Regions from separate parts of the Sus scrofa genome. Here region 2 is linked to region 1. The links are chromatin contacts, called in public Hi-C maps. All regions are on one chromosome and are shown on one strand. The core of a region is the stretch at or near the end of the contact, and the rest is flanking DNA. Distances in the headings are between cores, read along the strand shown. Region 1 holds the start of LOC396711 (myosin-3). Region 2 overlaps LOC100517855 (protein SCO1 homolog, mitochondrial).

Evidence for each region. A called contact is a pair of places that touch in the nucleus more often than the background predicts.
Region 2: a contact with region 1 is called in a Hi-C map of fetal skeletal muscle, with 2.8 times the contacts expected there. The contact joins the enhancer-like site here to the promoter of LOC396711 in region 1. A contact is called at or near these places in 1 of 5 promoter capture datasets (liver), 4 of 47 Hi-C or Micro-C datasets (brain, embryonic fibroblasts, epiblast stem cells and 1 more) and 1 of 2 datasets of contacts at active chromatin or transcription factors (skeletal muscle).

What each region holds. Positions count from the first base shown.
Region 1 is chr12:55,369,798-55,375,649 of Sscrofa11.1, reverse strand. LOC396711 (myosin-3) reads left to right here and starts at 2,414. Exons shown (of 42, transcript XM_013981330.2): 1 at 2,414-2,487; 2 at 3,116-3,171; 3 at 3,742-3,953; 4 at 5,511-5,654. The coding sequence starts at 3,750.
Region 2 is chr12:55,404,308-55,410,159 of Sscrofa11.1, reverse strand. LOC100517855 (protein SCO1 homolog, mitochondrial) reads left to right here. Exons shown (of 6, transcript XM_003131996.4): 6 at 742-3,430. The coding sequence ends at 876. Among named protein-coding and RNA genes, the nearest start is that of ADPRM, 17 kb to the left of the region's middle. Within about 2 kb of position 3,254, at least 4 of the 83 cell types and tissues checked have an H3K27ac peak or open chromatin away from gene starts, as enhancers often do. A contact at or near this core is called in fetal skeletal muscle, where this site is marked.

The DNA.
Region 1 (5,852 bases), core at 1,165-3,664:
TGCCTCCTCAGGTCAATAAAACCAGTGTCCAATGTGATGTACTCAATGCCATCAAGAGGACCAGTCGTAGTGGGCAGCAACACACAGAAGCAAGCCTTCAGTCTCCAGCGAGCTACATGCAGCACCAGGCACAGCGTGCCTGACATAATATCCAGCCGAATGCACGTAGCTGGTCTGCCAGGCAGCTCTATCACCCCCATTTTACAGATGAGAAAGCAGAGGCTCAGAGAAGTCAGGTGCAGTGCCAGCCATCACACGGTAGCGAGAGTGAGCGCCAGGTCCACAGCCGGGCCCGTCTGGCCCGACGTGCCACAGCCTTCAGGCTGCAGTTCCCACGGCCCCTCCCTCCTTATGGGTGTTTTCCGGGCGACCTTGCTTCCGGATTCTTGACCTCCGGTTTTACGGCTGTTTCCTATGTGGTGGTTATTGCCGCTGCTTCCACCCTCAGGGTTCTCCTGGCGAGCGGAGCTCCCTGCCTACCTCAGACCCTCGTTCCATGGCCTGGGCAGGCTTCTTCCCCTCGTGCCTTCCAGCCCCTCATGTGCAGAAGCAGGCCGTCAGGCAGGTGACCCGAGACCTCCCAGCCGAGCCTCTGTGCTCGTGGAGGACGTGTGACGGAGAGAAGGAAGACAGGCCGGCTGACGGGGGAAAAGCTGGGGTGGGAGGCCGTCAGCCTTGAGCTCGCCTTGGGCTCAGGGATGCGACGTGGCTTCACGCTTGACAAGAAGCTCAAAGAAATCCTGTGTGGAAAACGTCCTCTCGGTGTCCCGGAGGTGGGATGGATGTGGTTGTGCAGAGGTGGGTGAACCGACGCCAACTAAAGGTCAAAAGCAAGCCGGCCCCAACCGCGGCCCCTGGTGTTTAAGAAGGGACCGCCAGCACCCTTCCCCTGACCACCCAGCACACGTCACAGCCTGAGACGTAGCCAGGGCCCCTGCACTGTCCCTCAGCCCCAGGGGGCTTGCTAACATCTCTGCTTCCAGGTGACATGCACCTGTCCTCACCAGGCCTCCCAGGATGGCTGGCCAATGGCGCAGAGAGTCAGGCCGGCGCGTCCCTGGGCAGGGAGACCACGCCCCTTCAGGACCGGAGGGTCCTTGAGGAGGGTCGAGCTCTCTTCTTGGACGAGGAGGATTTCTGGGGGAGGGGGTTTCAGTCCCAGCGGCGGGGGTGGGCGGTGGGGCGTGACATGTAGCATGGCAGGTCCATGCTTCCTGACTTTCCTCCTGATGGCCACTTGCCTACCTGCCTTGATCTAAAAATCACCAAAATCTCAGACGTAATCGAGTCACCATTTATCCAAGAAACTATCGAGGGTAAAGCTGCAGCTTCCATTTCTTTTGATTCTTCTTCCAGGGTTCTGCCTTGGGCCCAGCATGCAGTGGGTGTTTAATTAATGCCCCTGCCCCTCGGGGACTGCAGCCCCACTCCCCCTGCCCCACCCCCAGCCCTTAGAGTGGCCTCCTGGCCCGCGCTGCGTGTGGCTATGCTGGGAGGGGGCCGTTCTTATTCTCCAGTGGGGACGGCTGACACCAGAATGAACGACAACGGGTTACCCACAGGCCACGCTCCCAACGGTCTGTCAGGGAAAAAAAGGGAAAAACAGACATAAAGTGGAATAAGAATGGGCAAACGCTTCAGCCATACCCCTCTGTGCTCCTAAGGCTTTATTTTTCCAACCCTGATTTAGAAACAGCCATGCTCGTTAGACGCCCCCTCACCCCCCTTTCTCTGCAGGCCCTGCCATCCCCCCACCCCCGCCCCGGCCAGCAGCTGGTCTTTCCTAATTGGTGACATGTCTTAATAACTACAGGTCCTTGAGCAGCTGTCACTGTGGCTCCTGGCTGGTGGGCTACCTCCCTCTCAGTCATTTACTCGTTGGTCCTACTGGCGCTTAAGACAGAGGTTTAGTTAATGACGATCCTAATAATACAGCAGGAGGACTGCTGTTGTTCCCCCACAAGTTGTACAATCACACATTCCTGCCACAACCCTGTGTTGTAACAAAAGCCTTGCTCAAAACTCCAAGAGGATTTAAACTTTTCCGTCCTTGGCTTCATCCCTTTGCCCACAGGCCGAGATTCTAGGTCCCCGCTGTCCCAGAGACCAGGCTCATCTCCAGCCGTGTGGCGCCTGTGGGATGGAGCGAGGGCTCCCGGCAAGGCTGTCCCATCACTGAGCCGCCGGTTCAGAGAAAGGCATCCCAAACTTCCAGCTTTCTCCAGCTAGGATCCTGTCATTTCTATATATACCTCTCTCTTGGCAGCGGCAAAAAAAAGTGAGGAAGGAGCTGGTCCTCACTTGTGGTGTCGGTCACTCTCTTTCCAAATATAGAGAAGGAATGAGTGGCGGGGTTAGCAGGGGCTATAAAAGCCCGCGGGGAGCGCCCCTTGTAGCTGCTCTGTGGGCGGAGGAGAGTCACAGTGCCCCTTGTGCGGGTCCTTCCCATCTGAGGCTCAGAGGCTCGTGTGGCCCTGCCCGGCTTTGGTAAGGACCAGACGTGCGGCTGATTCTCAGCCCCTCCCCGCCTCCAGCATCCCGCTTCCTTCACCTGTTCTCCCCCGCCCTCATCCTCCAGAGCCCTCTTGGGCAGGGTCCCTGCGGATGCTCTGTGGACCACTGCCCGTCACCCCGGCCCATGAACGCTGCCACCTCTCTGACTTGTACAGAGGCCAGTGGGCCTGGCCGCCTCCCCACCTGCGCTGCGGGCCTGCGGTGTCTGTCCTCTCAAGGCCACGCTGGCTGTGCATCCGTCGGCTTGTCTGAGACTTCACCCTGCCTGCCCACAGAAGACAGGGGGCCTGGCCCTGGCTTGGAGGCACAGGCTTTTCAAACAGAGCTTCTGTCCTGACTGCTCACCTCTGAGGAGGAGGCACGGCAGACAGAGGGTGGTGCCACCCGGGCAGGAGGGAGCCAGGTCTGGGGCGGCTGGGGGCTCTCCTGCCTTCAGGGCTCACCTGTGGGCCAGGTCCCATTTGCTCCTCCAGCTTGTCTCTGGGCCAAGGCTCTTTTAAAGTTATTCGTCCTTTCTCTTCATTTGGTTAATTGATTAAGGCCCATTCAGAACTGAACCAGACACTCCCACGTCTCCTGACCTTTTGTGTATTTATTGCAGGTCTGATTTCTCACGGCTGCTGCTGTCTGCTGTCCTCCTGCGGGTGTGACTCTCAGGTGAGAAAGCAGGTCAGGTCCCCTGGCTCAGCCATCTCCAGGGTACTGGTCCCCCCCCCCGGCCACGGCCTTGCGGCGAGCAGGACAGGTTAGGCTGGAGAGGAGCCCCAGGGAAGGCTGCCAAGCAGATGCTGATGTGAGAAGCCGCTTGTTTGTAGAAGGGACTGAAGCCGGTTTCCAGGTGGGAGATGGAGCCACCCTGAATCCGAGCGGTTCCAAAACTCCTTAGCTATTTGCCCTTTAACACGCTCTTTGAAGAATGTTTGCTTTTGAGAGTGTTTACCTTTACGTCTTCCCTCAGCAACCCCTGGCTTTTACAGAAGAGGAAAGCGGGGTCCCAAGAGCTGCACCCACCTCTGGGCACTCTGCCCGCCCCAGCCCCGGCTAACGGGGGAGCTTGGATTGCGTGCATCCCGTGTCCTCTGCACAGAGGAGCTGCTCAATGAAATGCACCCATTTGATCCCCGGGGGCTGGATGGCGGCGGCCTTGCTCCTGGGCTCCGCCTGGAGGGCGCCTGTGGGGTCAGGGCTGGAGTCTGGCCCGGGGACTCACTGGGGGGTCCCTTCCAGCCGACACCATGAGCAGCGACACTGAAATGGAAGTGTTCGGCATAGCCGCTCCCTTCCTCCGCAAGTCGGAAAAGGAGAGGATCGAGGCGCAGAACCAGCCCTTCGATGCCAAAACCTACTGCTTCGTGGTCGACTCGAAGGAAGAGTACGCCAAGGGGAAAATTAAGAGCACCCAGGATGGGAAGGTCACGGTGGAGACCGAAGACAACAGGGTAAGCCCGGTCCCTACCCTGCAGGCCAGACAGACACCCTCTGTCACCCGCTGTGGCTGCCCCGCTGTGTCCACTGCACACCGGCCACTTGCAGATGTGGCTTGGGCACCAGAACACCTCCCTGGCACCAGTGACACTCACTGGGCATCACTCCCTTAGCTTCCCGACAAAGCAGAGGGAATACCGGCCTCGGGCTGCAGGACGGGAGAATCCCCTGGTTGTGGCTGATCAAAGCCATTCCTGTTCAGGTGCTTTTGTCAATGTTTGTGACACTCTAGGTCAGTGGGGACCAGCTCTGTGGGTCCTATGCGTGTGGAGTTGGGAGAAGTCGCCTTTGATAGCCTAGGTTTCCCCCAATTCTTCTAGCAAAAGCTCCCTAGGGAAGTAAAGCTACCTAAAGGGGGTCGAGGGCCCTGGTGGACCACAAGCTCCATGTGAAGTCGCAGCTTCCGCACACCAAGAAGGCGAAGGGCAGCGCCGCCCAGCGCCCCGGCCCAGGCTACTGGGAAGTGCTGGGAGGAACTCCGGACTTCACACGCCTTGGAGTCTAGACGAGAAGACCCTGGAAATGTTCTAAGAAAAGTTAAAAAGAAGAGGGAAAAAAATCCCAGAAAGAAAAGGAAATAGCACTATCAGGTTGGACGTGAAGGGAGAGGGCACTGAAAACTGCCCTGCGATGCTCCCGCGCACGGACGTCCGGAGGGCGGCTCGGTCACTGCAGCCAAGAAGGGCTCTCGGAGCCGCAGGGGAGGCAGGAACTGGACGTGATGACGGGCGCCTAAGATGAGCCGGGCCTCCCGGGGCGGCTGGTGGCATGAGTGGTTTAAGTGAATTCCGGCTTGAAGGCAGGATTCCTGCCACCTCACCCAGGGGCAGGACAGGGAAAATGACCTTCTTCAGAGGAGGGAAGGGCAGGGCCAAGCTCCACGCCCCCATGCGGGGTCCTTGGGGGCCAGGGGGCTTCTCTTCTCGAGGGATGCGCAGAGGGGCCCACCGGTGCCTGCAACCCCCGCTCTGCTGCGTGGCTCCTTCCCCTGGCTGTAACGGCCTGGCCCCAGAAAGGGCGCCGGGCTGGGTTCTCTTTCACGAGCACGGGTGCAGGGTGTGAACGGGCACGATGTGGGCTGGGGGCTGGGCAGCTGTGTTCAGAGACACACTGCTGGCTCACTCTGGTGCCTTCTCCTCAGTCCCTGCCTCAGGGACGCCAGTGAACCTGCTGTGTGGTCAGTAGGTGGCAAAGACCAGAGACTCTGGAGCCGGGTCTCGGCCCAGCCGGCATTACTGGGCTGAGGGGTTCCTGCTGCCTCCCGGGCCTGCGTCCTTCCCCACCCGCCCACGGATCCCTTCTGCTGTCCGTCATCCCGCCCTCTCCTCAGGCCCGGTGGAGACAGGAGGAAAAGCCCCCAGAACGGAAGCAAACCGCACGCCGTTACCACCACCCCCGCCGCCCCCAGCCCGTCCCCTTGAGTTCTATCCTGTGCCCACACTTTCTGGTCCCGGCGTGGAGGCAGGTTGCGCAGAGAAGCGTAGGCGCACAGGGCACCCTTTCCCTTTCAGACCCTGGTGGTGAAGCCGGAGGATGTGTATGCCATGAACCCCCCCAAGTTTGACCGGATCGAGGACATGGCCATGCTGACGCACCTGAACGAGCCGGCCGTGCTGTACAACCTCAAGGACCGGTACACCTCCTGGATGATCTATGTCAGTGCCCATGTGTGCGGGTCCTGGGGCTCCGGTGGCGTGGGGTGGAGCTGCTTAGGCGGCGGGTGTTTGCAGGGTTCGAGTGTGACTCAGCTGTTCAGCTAAGGGGGGACGGACAAAGGAAGGGGGATGAGGGTGCTGGGAGATGAGAAAGGGGGAGATGCAGGGGCAGGGAGGAGAGAAGCTGGAAGGGGTGAG
Region 2 (5,852 bases), core at 2,005-4,504, 34 kb before region 1:
TGATCTAAACCTTAGGTCAAGCTGGGAACATTTTAACAACTTCGCCAGGAAAGTGAATAGTGGATTTAAGGGGACTCCTTGGAGATGGAGCTTGCGGGGGATTCATTTCAGGTGGGGTTGCTCAGAATCATGTGAACGTTTCCTAGGGGAGATCACTTGTTTTCATGTTTCCATTTAAATCCCATCAGGACTAAGTACTGTGTTAAACATGATACATCTAGTGCTCAGTATTCTGGTTTCTCTCATGGTAAGCAGAATTTAGGCCATTGGATCATAATTGTTTCTTCCTAAAATATAAAAGAATATCCCCAAGAGCCTAATTTCTCACCAACACTTTTAATCCCATGTGCTATCTCTTTATGATAAATGTAAGCTCTTCCCAAGCAGGCATTGCTAGTCCATAATCGCCGGCTGTTTCATGAAGGCCAGCAGCAGCCTTTTCTTAGACGTGCCTTCTCAGAAGTTGTGTGGGTGAGTGTGAAGACTGAACCAAAAGAATCGCAGGTTCTAGTTCTAGCTGATGTTGTCAAGCAGCAGTCAGGCCACACTTCCGGAACACAAAAGATTTTAGATTAACTTGCCTTCGTGAACTTACTGTCGTAGACTTGGGCTCGCTCGTCAGTGGTAGATGCTACACAGGTTACTTACCAGTCACGTGAAGTCTCTCATCCTGCAGCATTTATTCAGTAAAATAAGCAGCTTATTTTGGTGACCTTTTGTCATTTCCCCTTTTCTCTGCAGGTGGATCATACAATCATAATGTACTTGATTGGACCAGATGGTGAGTTTATAGATTATTTTGGCCAGAACAAGAAGAATGGAGAAATAGCTGGTTCAATTGCTGCGCACATGAGGAATCACAGGAAGAAGAGCTAGCCAACGCAGCGGGCCATGCCGCGTTCTCCTGCTGGAGAGGACAGCAGCCTCGTCTTCCGGAGGAGCCCATACAGTCGTGTGTATTATATGTGCAGCCTGCAGAATGGCCTGCAGACCGGGAGACTATCTGCATTTTGGACAAGGCCTGTTACCCTTGGGTTCAGCCAGGATGGATTTTTGGAACCAAAAAGACTACATCCAGAAGTCTCCCAGATAATCACCTGGGGAGCAGAGGACCAAGTTACCATGAAGCCAGCAGAGTGGGCCTCAGGGGAGGACGGAGCCAGAAAAGGCACAGCCAGGGCGTCTCCCCACGTGAGCAGGGCTCTGGTCAGCTTGCTGCCTCTCCCATGTCTTGGACCCCTACTCAGACAGGTTGTGCTGAATTCCCAGGAAGAGTGTAACTTCCATAGTGCCCTTGGCTTTGCTCTTCAAGCTCTTGGTGGCTGATAACGATTTACGCTCTCTGACATTCATAGTTGATCTTTATGCTTGAAAGCATTAGCACAGTCTTCCTTGTTGATGAAAATCACTGTCAGGTTTGCACTGCGTCCCCTTGTCAGCTGGCGCTGATTTTCTCAGGAGGAGGAAACCTAGTTCTGGGGCAGACCATTAGGTCGGTTTCCCTTGGGGTCCTTCGTGTGGTTTTTATCTAAGTGATGGCTTTCAGGGATCTGCCACGTGGGTGTAAGGATACGGATGATTGTCCTGGGTCTGAAATAAAGGTGTGCTTAGTTCTGCAGCTTGGACAAGCATGACCTTTCTCATGGGTGCGTAGATGGCAGCACACAGCTGTCAGGGCTGAGACCCTTGGACTTGGGGCAGGTAGGTGGGTACCTGTTGAAGTGCAGGTTCCCGGGCCCAGAGCTGGGGACGGATGCAGAGCCCTGCGGTGGCTGTGGGACCAGGCCTCAAGAGACAAACAGTCTCTTGAGGGGTGGAGGGTGGATTGATCTGGGTGTGTGAGGACGTGGCTCATCTTCTGGCAAGTCGGCCTGCCTGGTGCTGGCACAAGACATCCGGGAAGCCGCTGGCTTTGCTTCTGAATCTAACCTCCCTGGTGTCTGGGCTTGACTGGCGGCCGCCCTTCTCCACCCCAGGCCGCCTCAGAGCCTCGGAGTGTCTCAGACTCGGGCTCTCCTTGCCCATCACTCTGTTCCCCGTGCACATGACACGGCACCACCTTTGGTTTTCAAACTCTCTTCTCAGTGCTTTGGATAAATCTACTGCAGATGATTCTCAAGGTATGTGAAGAAGAAAAACCCAAAGGCTAGCAATTCTGGGCTGTACTGCATCCCCTCAATTCACATACTCCTGGACATTCTAACCCCCGTGCCTCGGAATGTGGCCTTACCTGGAGATAGAGTGTCTGAAAGGGTGATGGAGCTAAAATGAGGCCTTTAGGGTGGGCCCTCGTCCAGCAAGCCTGGTGTTCTTAGACAAGGCGACTGGGACACAGGCAGAGAAGACCATGTGAAGCCACGGAGAGAGGCGTCCAGAAGCAGGCCCGATGGCACCCTGATTGGGGTTTCCCCCCAGAGCTGAGAGTAAAGGTCCTCCGTTGGAGCCGGGCTGTGGAGCTCCACCGCAGCACCCTGGCAGCCTCCGGCCGTGCCAGTCTCCTTTTAGGCCCGATAATTAAAAGTACAGGATTTGGTTGATAAAAACGTCAACTCAGAGGGGTTGGTTTGGAATGGCTTTTCTAGGAACCTTGTCAAGAAGATGAGGAACTTAATGGAAGACTAGTTTCTTGTTTGAAAGAAGATCTAAGTATAAAATGCCAGGCATTTAAAAAGAGGGTCTGTTTTAAGCCATGAAACATTTGTGTGGATCACTTTGCAGCAGCTTTGCTCCAGAGAAAATTCAGCCTTCATTCTCAGCTGTTGCAGGTTAGAGCTTGTGTCGTGATCCAAAAAAAGGAACAAAAGCTTTTGAAGAAAGCTTTCATTTGCTCATCATTCCAGTGTCAAGCTTAAAGGCTTAGAAGCAGAGAAAGGGACTTCGGAGATGACATCCAAGTCTCTCTACCCACGAGAAGAGAGTCCCAAAGATAGGTATTGACCGCACTTCTGAACCCAGACTAGTCCCAATTACTAGTCAGGTCCCTGCCTGTCCCGCTACTGTGGGAGTTCATGGTGGCCTTGTGGATTCGGATAGGACAACAGGCTCAACTCAGCTGAATCACGGGAGATTTAAATCAAGGCTGCCTTTCACACAGTCGTCCGCAGACCGTGACCTGGGTGGATTACGTGTTATGCTGGACTCTTCAGTGAGATTAATGTTTTAAGAAAAGGCACTTACTTGAAAATTATAAGAATGCTGACCACGCAGCAGGCACAGAAGTATTTACTGCATCCGGCTGTCCATGAGGCAGCTGATAACTTCAAGTGCAAGAACTGGGATTCACTGAATACCAGTAAGATGCCTGTGTGGGTTGGGCAGCTAATGGGAACCCAGTAAATGATTTGAAATTGTGAATGTATCTGCATAAGATATATAAAAGCATCTTTTATTGTTTTTAAATATAAGGATAAAAGAAATTTTTCTAATCACCCCTACTGTGCCAAATGACTTTTTTTTTGCATATAGCACAACTTAAAAGTGTGTGAGTGTGTGTGTGTGTGAGAGAGAGAGCGCACGCACTACCTTTAAAAGAGCAGGACCCACCCTATCATTGTCCATCCACTGAGCATGAACATTTTACTCAGTTCTAAGTTACATTACTCTAAAGATCTAGGTAGTTACTCCTGTTCAGTAACAAAGTGTAATTAACGTCTGTAGTCATGTGTCCCAAATATCACCTTTCAAACTTAGATTATTGGTACTTCTCCCATAGTTATACCCTAAGTGGAGGAAGTTGGGTGTACAGAAAAGTAGAAGACATCTTCTTTGGATTTTGTTCATTTTGTCTTGTTAGGACTGCACCCAAGGTGTATGGAGGTTCCCAGGCTAGGGTTGAATTGGAGCTGCACCTGCCCGCCCACTCCTTCGCCACAGGCAGCCATGCCAGATCCTTAATGCACTAGGTGAGGCCAGGTATCTAACCCACACCTTCATGGATGCTCATCGGGTTCTTAACCCACTGAGCCACAGTGGGCATTCCAAAAGAAGACGTTTTAAAATCCGCCGTTGTTCCACCACCAGGAAACTGTTTGGATGCATTTTCTTTGAATCTTCAACATTTTTCTTCTACCAGAATCCACCCGTGTGTTCCTTTAAAAAAAATTAGGCATGACAGGTGAAACCCAAGTTTCTTTGACCACCAGTCCCCCACCTTCCTCATAGACAAGTGGTGTTTAGTGTTGGTGTTGCAGTGTATTAAGGACCCACTCAGTCAAAACACCAAGTCAAACGTGGTACTACCATGACTGGCACAGGTGCTGCTTGGTTTTTATGTAACTTATTTTTGTTACATTTCTGTAGAGTTGCTACATTATTGAACTTGGTAAATATTGAAGGTAGCCCCAAAGAGCTTCCTGTTGCCAAGATTAGGTAGTGGATTAACCGGTAGTTTTCAGGGCAAACTTCATTTGCTCCCTCCCCCTTCACGTCGTTTCAGGTGTGTTGGAGAAACTTCGTTCTTGGACAGGAGTGACATGGAGCTGGGGCGCGGCCAGTCGCCCTCAGCACTGACTGGACTCCGGACCCGGGCTTCTCCCTGCAGGTGAGGTTGGTTTCAGCGCGCGCACACAGCCTGGCTCCCCTCCACCATGTGTTGCTCCTAAGGAACTCGATGCATTGAAGCCAGCCTGGTTTCAATCCGGATGATGCTCAGGTAACCTCCGAATCCTCACTTTTCTTTTTTTTTTTTTTTTTTTTTTTTTGTCTTTTGTCTTTTGTTGTTGTTGTTGCTATTTCTTGGGCCGCTCCCGCGGCATATGGAGGTTCCCAGGCTAGGGGATGAATCGGAGCTGTAGCCACCGGCCTACGCCAGAGCCACAGCAACGCGGGATCCGAGCCGCGTCTGCAACCTTCACCACAGCTCACGGCAACGCCGGATCGTTAACCCACTGAGCAAGGGCAGGGACCGAACCCGCGACCTCATGGTTCCTAGTCGGCGAATCCTCACTTTTCTTACCTGTGACCTGGGCATGTGCTAGCACTGGTTAGGGGTCTGTGTGAGTGTTAGATGAAGCTCTGTGGAGCCCCACGCAGGCCCCAGGGAGTGGTGGCTGCAGTGCTTTGGCACTTGCTCCACAGGTGGTGTCAACAAGTGGGTTTGGTCATGAGTGTTTTCTACCCTCCTCCTGCTCCCTCCACATCAGGGGGCCTTGCAGTGACCTAATTTCTGAAACGCCCACTTCTGTTCCCCTACCCAGTACACATGCCTGAGGTCTTTGGTCTCCTTGCCTTAATGAACTCTCCACACCTGCTTTCTTAAATGGGAATCCAACTTGGAAAAAAGCCTGGAAAAGCCAGATTCACACCAGAAACTTTGGGGTGTTTGGTGCAACACAGGAATAGCAGGGAGTGAGAAAAGGGCATCAGCAGGCCGCTTGGCAGGGTTCTTCTTCAGGGCCCAGGGGGCATAGGGGCATAAGCGGTTGATGTTCAAGCAGCTCTGAGTCACGGAGGCAATCCTCCTTGTGCCAGGTGTGACACTCAGGACAGCAGGTTACTGAAGGGCTGCCGGCCTCAGCAGGAACTCGACAGGCCTAGCTGCTCTGTCACATTGTGACCGTTTCTCATTGACCTGAGGGACCAGTTGCTGTCTCTCACTGCTCAGATCTTCCTGGGGCCTAATTGCTCCGCTCTGGGCACAGGTGGTTTAATTCTGTGCCATTTCTGCCTGTGCTCGTCTCACGAGGTGTTTACTTGCCTTCAGTGGGTCCGGCCACATGTCGTGAGCAAGCGTCTCCTCTGGTCCCCGGACAAACAGCCTGAAGATGCTTTGCTCAGTGGCCTGCAAGCCTGCTCGTCATCATCACACATCCGCTATGTGCCAGGCCCTGTCCTTGTGCTGGGGACTCGGGAGG